Linked DNA regions of Ovis aries: region 2 is linked to region 1. Evidence: chromatin contacts called from public Hi-C data. All regions are on one chromosome and are shown on one strand. The core of a region is the stretch at or near the end of the contact, and the rest is flanking DNA. Distances in the headings are between cores, read along the strand shown.

Region 1 (3,036 bases), core at 204-2,703:
TACTTGAGAGCTGCCGCTGCGAGTGAGCCCTCCGTGGGGTCGTTTCCCAACAAGAACAGGCCGACAGCTTGGCAGGAGGACGCAGGAGAGGCGCCACTGAGGCCACTCTGCTCCTACGCAGCCACCATGGGAGACGGGAGGATCATCCCCCTAAGAAAGCAGCCCCATCCAAATACAAAGAATCCCAAGCTCAAAGGCTGCGGGTCATCCGAGCTCCTTACCGTGTGAGGCTGCGTCTGTCCCCAACACATTCCACTCCGCTGGCAGCTTCAGGTGCCTGAAGGCCAGGGCGACCTTCTCATCGAGGGAGTTCACGTCCGTGGACGGGGGTCCTGAGCGATCCAGGAAGCGGGTGAAGTTCAGGGCCTGCTGGTTGCCGGCGCTGGTGGCCAGGAACTGGGCTGCGTCGTAGGCCTCGTCCTGGATGAACCGGAAGTCCTCTTCTGCCACCACGAGCACGGGCAGGCCCTCTTTGGAAGCGCAGAGCAGCACCTTCACTGTCTCGCAGCAGTCATGACCTAAGGAGGCACAGGCAGCAGGGAGACAGATCAGAGCCCTCCTCCTGAGAGACGGGGCGGCGGCGGGAACCTCAGCTCTTCCTGCGTGACAAGCACACACCCCCTCCTGAAAGGAACCCCCTCCTTCCCCAAAGCTCTGACGGCAATCTTCCACACCTCACAAAACTCCATCTCTAATTCACTTTTCACAAGTGCTATTCGCGAAGATCAACTGGTTCCCCTGTTGTTGTTCAGTCAATCAGTCATGTCTGATTGTCTGAGACCCCATGGACTGTAGCTCACCAGGCTTCTCTGTCCATGAGATGTTCCCAGGCAAGAATACTGGAGTGAGTGGCCATTACCTTCTCTAGGGGACCTTCCCGACCCAGAGACTGAATCCGCGTCTCCTTGTCTCCTGCACTGGCAGGCAGGTGCTTTACCACTGAGCCACCTGGGAAGCCCCAGTGCGCCTACCAAATAACCTGGCATTAACAGTCTCTGAAAATCTCAATATGCACTAATCTGTTCAACTTGAACAAATTAAAGAATGAAAGCTCAAGGACCTTGCGATGAGGCCTACCGTCCAGTGGGAAGGCTCCTGAGCCGCCCTGGATCTGGAAACCCAGCAGGGTAAAAGTCACTTCCACGGGTTACCCAGCAGGAACTGGACTGAGGCCCCAGCACCCCACGGACAGAGCCTGGTAGGGCACGGTCCATAAGATGGCAAAGAGTCAGACACGACTGAAGGGACTGAACAGGCACCAAGCACGCGACCTGATTTCACCTCACTGTTATGAACTGACTCAAGGCGGAGAAAATGACTTTTGCTCTGAAATGCCTATTGTTTCCTGTAATGCAAAGAGAACTTCAAAGAAATTGCCCGGTTTGCACAGGGATGATGCAATGCCAGGGCCAGGGACCACGGTGCCCACTGCCCAGAGGGGCAGAGAATGCATAAGCTCTGACACCAGGCAGCAAGCCACCCGCCACCCTACAGAGCTCCACTGGTGTCTAGACCAGGAAGGTGTGAGCCCTGTGTCCGCAGGGAGGCATTCCTGGAAAATCAGATCTCCCTGGGGTTTTCAGCAATGTTATTCATTTCCAAGATGCGGAATGTATTCATCAAAACACACTTTTCCTCCACCTTTAGGCACTGATCTCAGCTCATTGGAACTATGCTCGTAACATCATCATTTCTTCCATAAATATCTTTGTGATGAGAAAAGAAACTGGAGTTGGTGTTTCTGAGTGAGCTGCGCCCCCTGGTGTGCTGCCTGAGGAACTGCAGGCACCTGAGGGCCAGGCTCCCAGAAACCACCCACATGGAGAGCCCATCCTGGCTTCTGGATGAGCTGGAGGGTCCCTGAGTGCCACCCTCCCAGACCACAGGCACAGCCAACAGAGGCTTCCCACCCAGCACAGCAAACGAAGCTTTCTGCTGTCTTTGAAAGAGAAAACAATCATTTTCTCCCCCCATGTGACCAACAAGAGAAATAAATTAATATTCTGCAGACTTCCCCCGACCCCTATGGTGTGTGTGTTAGTCGCTTAGTCCTGTTTGACTCTTTGTGACCCCATAGCGCATCAGGCCCCTCTGTCCGTGGGATCCTCCAAGCAAGAACACTGGAGAGGGTTGCCATTCCCTTCTCCAGGGGATCATCCCAACCCAGGGATGGAAGCTGGGTCTCCTGGCATTGCAGGCAGATCCTTCACCATCTGAGTCCCCAGGGAAGCCCCTTTCCCCCCAGGGGCCTCTTTAAAGGCTTTCCTTTGTGAGGAAAAGCCTCTCACTGGTGTGTAACCTAAGGATGGGAGCACGTGCCTATGACATACCAGGCATCTGCTGTGTCACTTTCTCAACACAACAAATTTATATGGCGTGTACTGTCTTCATGTCACAGGTAAGAAAACTGAGACTTCAAGAGATGAACTGCCCAGATCCACACAACAAATTTATATGGCGTGTACTGTCTTCATGTTACAGATGAGAAAACTGAGACTTCAAGAGATAAACTGCCCAGATTCACACAACCATGAAGCAGAATCTATCAGGTCTGATGCTAAACATCATGGTGTGAGAGCTCTGTAAAGCATCGCTTTTAAATAAAGAAGTAACAGTGACAGTTACGTCCCTGTCTGCAAGGAGCCCACCCTATACTTGGAATGACAGGCCAGTATGGCTATTAAAGCCAGAGGAACAGGCTCACGAACCCTGGAAATCAGTCTCCATACAAATGCCTAACTCCACCAGCTGCTCCCACTGCCTTCCCAGCTGAATTCCTTCTAGAAAGGCCGTGGGAATCAAGCATCCTCTGCCCACATGGGCGTGGCTGCGTAGGTATACTCAGGTATGCATTTCAATTCAAATATCCTGAATGTATACATCTATTACACAAAATGGAATTAGGGGGAAAAATAGTCATCTTTCTTTGAAGGGCAGCCAGTCAATTATGTAAGACACCTTCAGCAGGAACAAATCAGCTGGTTCAGGTAGTTAAGCTTCGGTTGGTTTTCCTGGCAGAAAATACTTCTTTGAAAC
Region 2 (3,036 bases), core at 249-2,748, 290 kb before region 1:
TTCCCATAGACCTGAGCATGAACTTGGCTGGGCAACATAGATGCTCAATTTTCAAAAATGTTTATTGAACCAAAATAAACATTTTCTCATTCAAGTAACTAATTCATATTGAGTGCCAGGTTCCCTACAATTCTTGGAGCCACCATCCACAAATTTACAGTAGCCTCTGATTCCCCAGCCTAAGCTGGAATTGGTAAGCTGCCCTAGCCCATGAACATTTGGGAGTGTGCGCTTTCTCTGCTCTGCGTGTAAGGTCCTGGCAGCGTTGCAACTCTGGTTTCAGAAATGAGGAGCAGTGTAGCCCCACTGCCATTAAACTTGTCAAGTTTAGTTTCCCAAAAGGTACGTTGCACGTCTAACACTGCCACCTAACGAAGACCCTGGTTGGTTACGTGGACTCATCCAGCCCAGCTCAGCAATGCAGTCACTGACATTCACATTAGTCTATTGGGTTCACATCAGGGAGGAGCTGGAATTCACCCCTTGAGATGTTCATCATGGAAGGGTCTCAGCCATCATTTAACGTTCCCCTTGTTTTTATCTTATTCTAATTTATTTATTTATTTTTGGCCATGTGGGGTTTTCATACCAACCAGGAATTGAACGCATGTCTGCTGCAGTGGACGCAGAGTCCTCACCAGTAGACCAGGAAGTAGCACCCCCCCCCCCACCTCCTTATTTTTATTTATTTAGTTTCAGCTGCATTAGAACATCATTGCTTCGCCCAGGGTTTCTCTAGTTGAGGAGAGTGGAGTGGACGCAGAGTCCTCACCAGTGGACCAGGGAAGTAGCCCTCCCCTCCTTATTTTTATTTATTTAGTTTCAGCTGCATTAGAACGTCATTGCTTTGCCCAGGTTTCTCTAGTTAGGGAGAGTGGGGGCCACTCTTCGTTGAAGTGTGTGGGCTTCTCATTGCAGTGGCTTCTTTAGCCGCAGAGCGCAGACTCTGGAGTGAAAGCTCCATAGTTGTGGCGTGGGCTCAGTGTTCCGAGGCATGCGGATCTTCCCGGACGAGGGATCGAACCTGTGCCCCCTGCACTGGCAAGCAGATTCTTACCCACTTCACTACCAGGGAAGTCCACCACCTCCCCCCTTGTTAAAAATGAAGACACTGACACCCAGAGACAGTTAAGGGACTTTGTAATAGAAACAAAAGGTATAAATGGGGATCAAACCCAGACCTTTGGAGACCAAGTACAGACGAATTTCCACTACAACAGGCTACTGCCTGAGTTTTTAAGTCATCTCTGCTCAGGAACCTAGCCAATTTTCTTAGTACTTCTCCAGTTTTAATGTATGCACTGTCAAAGTAAGCGTGTATAAAAATGTACATTGTTAACTATGATAATTAAATCCTGGACTCCTCTGTACATTTTACTATAATAGCATATATCACAACATTTTATAATTATCTCTTTGTGGCCTGTCTCCCATTCCTCCCCCACCAGACTGTAAATTCCCTGACAACAAGGACCGTCTTGTTCTCAGGACCAAGCAGAGCAGCTGACACAAGTATGATCCTGGATAGATGGTAGTTAGATCGTTAACTGCGAATGAGACGTGTATCGTCTGTAATAACAAATGTGCATTTCATCTCTTAGCCTTTGGAGAAGCAAGTTATCTGAGAACGCTTAGGGCATGCATAGATGCCCCAGTAAATTGTCAGAAGTGTAACAGAATTCTGCAGATTCCTTGTGGTTTTTTGTTTGGGAGGCTTTTGTTTTATTGCTCTGTAATAAATTTCAAGCATCCTTTATGTGTCAGGAGACAGGATAACTGAATCAAATATTTTAGCAGGACCCAAATTTTAAGCATGTGATCTGCTATAATAATTTTCAGAATTAACTCAGTTGTTCATAATTCTTTATGTGCTAAAAAGCTGGGTGGCCCAGCCAATGATATATCCATCTGGGAACCAAAAGCAATTTCAGAAAAAGTCAAATCCTTCACTCGTGTTTCTCAGAAACCAGAAAGTACAGCTTAACACATGGTCCAGAGAAGCCCTTATTAGAAAATCCTCTCTTTTCCTAATTCTCTCCCTCATATCCTGCAAATTTTCAGCATCACCTTCTATACATTTTTGGTGCACTTCTGGATCAAAGTGGTGAAATCATATCATCAATGCATCTCCTCTCCAGCCTCAAGCCAATAAAATGGTACTAAATTAATTTTAAAGGTACAAACACCCAATAGAAAAGAGATGGAAAAAATACAAAAAAAAAGAAAAGATGAGGAGATGGGATACAAAGAGGCAAGAGATTTCAGCACAGTCCTGCAAGATAGTGAGCCCACTGAGACACCATAGTAACTACTGGGTGAGAAGTCCCAGCCAGGAATATCCTAAATGCTATTACACTCTGAGGCTCCCAGCATGTCATGCAGACAGAGAGACTCAGGATTCAGAAATGCTTGGTGCAAGTGAAATGTGAGGCTGACACAGAAAATTATAGAATATGTGCCCAGGGAGCCAGTGGACTCACCGCCTCACACACGCACATGTGGAAACACTGACGCCTGGAAGCAATACATACCTCCCCCACGCAAACCCTCAGACAGCTTCCCCTTAAAGAAATGGAATGTTCCAGTGGAAAGAAGCTCTGTGTTCTGGCGTTTAGGCACCCCGGATCATGAACAACAGATCTCTTGATCATCTTTCTTGAGAAGCCTCACCTAGGAAATGCAACAGGGCATAATCCTTCCAAAGGGGAATTTAGCAATTCCAAGGCAGAGGGCAGCTGTGTGTGTTCTTGACCAGAAGGTCAGCTTCTGCAAATCTACTGAAGCAGCATGAAAAAGACACGTGCACAAGGGTATTCTGTAATAGCAACTGACTGGGCCCAAATATCGTCCATAGCAATGGATTGAATAAACACTGGTACATCAAGGGACTTCCCTGGTGGTCCGATGGTTGAGACTTCATCTTCCAGTGCAGGGGTTTGGGGTTCGATCCCTGGTCAGGGAGCTAAAATCCCTCATGCCTGGGGGCCTAAAAAATACAACATAAATAGAAACTGTATTGTAGCAAATTCAATAAAG

What was found. Hi-C and Micro-C count contacts between places; a contact is called where the count stands out from the background.
Region 2: a contact with region 1 is called in a Hi-C map of mixed tissues, with 4 times the contacts expected there. The contact joins two enhancer-like sites. A contact is called at or near these places in 7 of 16 Hi-C or Micro-C datasets (blood, hypothalamus, liver and 4 more).

Annotation. Positions count from the first base shown.
Region 1 is chr18:15,752,093-15,755,128 of ARS-UI_Ramb_v3.0, reverse strand. It overlaps AKAP13 (A-kinase anchoring protein 13), which reads right to left. Exons shown (of 39, transcript XM_060402005.1): 5 at 222-518. Among named protein-coding and RNA genes, the nearest start is that of TRNAW-CCA, 93 kb to the left of the region's middle. Within about 2 kb of position 1,453, at least 10 of the 54 cell types and tissues checked have an H3K27ac peak or open chromatin away from gene starts, as enhancers often do.
Region 2 is chr18:16,039,498-16,042,533 of ARS-UI_Ramb_v3.0, reverse strand. No RefSeq gene overlaps it. Among named protein-coding and RNA genes, the nearest start is that of KLHL25, 24 kb to the right of the region's middle. Within about 2 kb of position 1,498, at least 6 of the 54 cell types and tissues checked have an H3K27ac peak or open chromatin away from gene starts, as enhancers often do.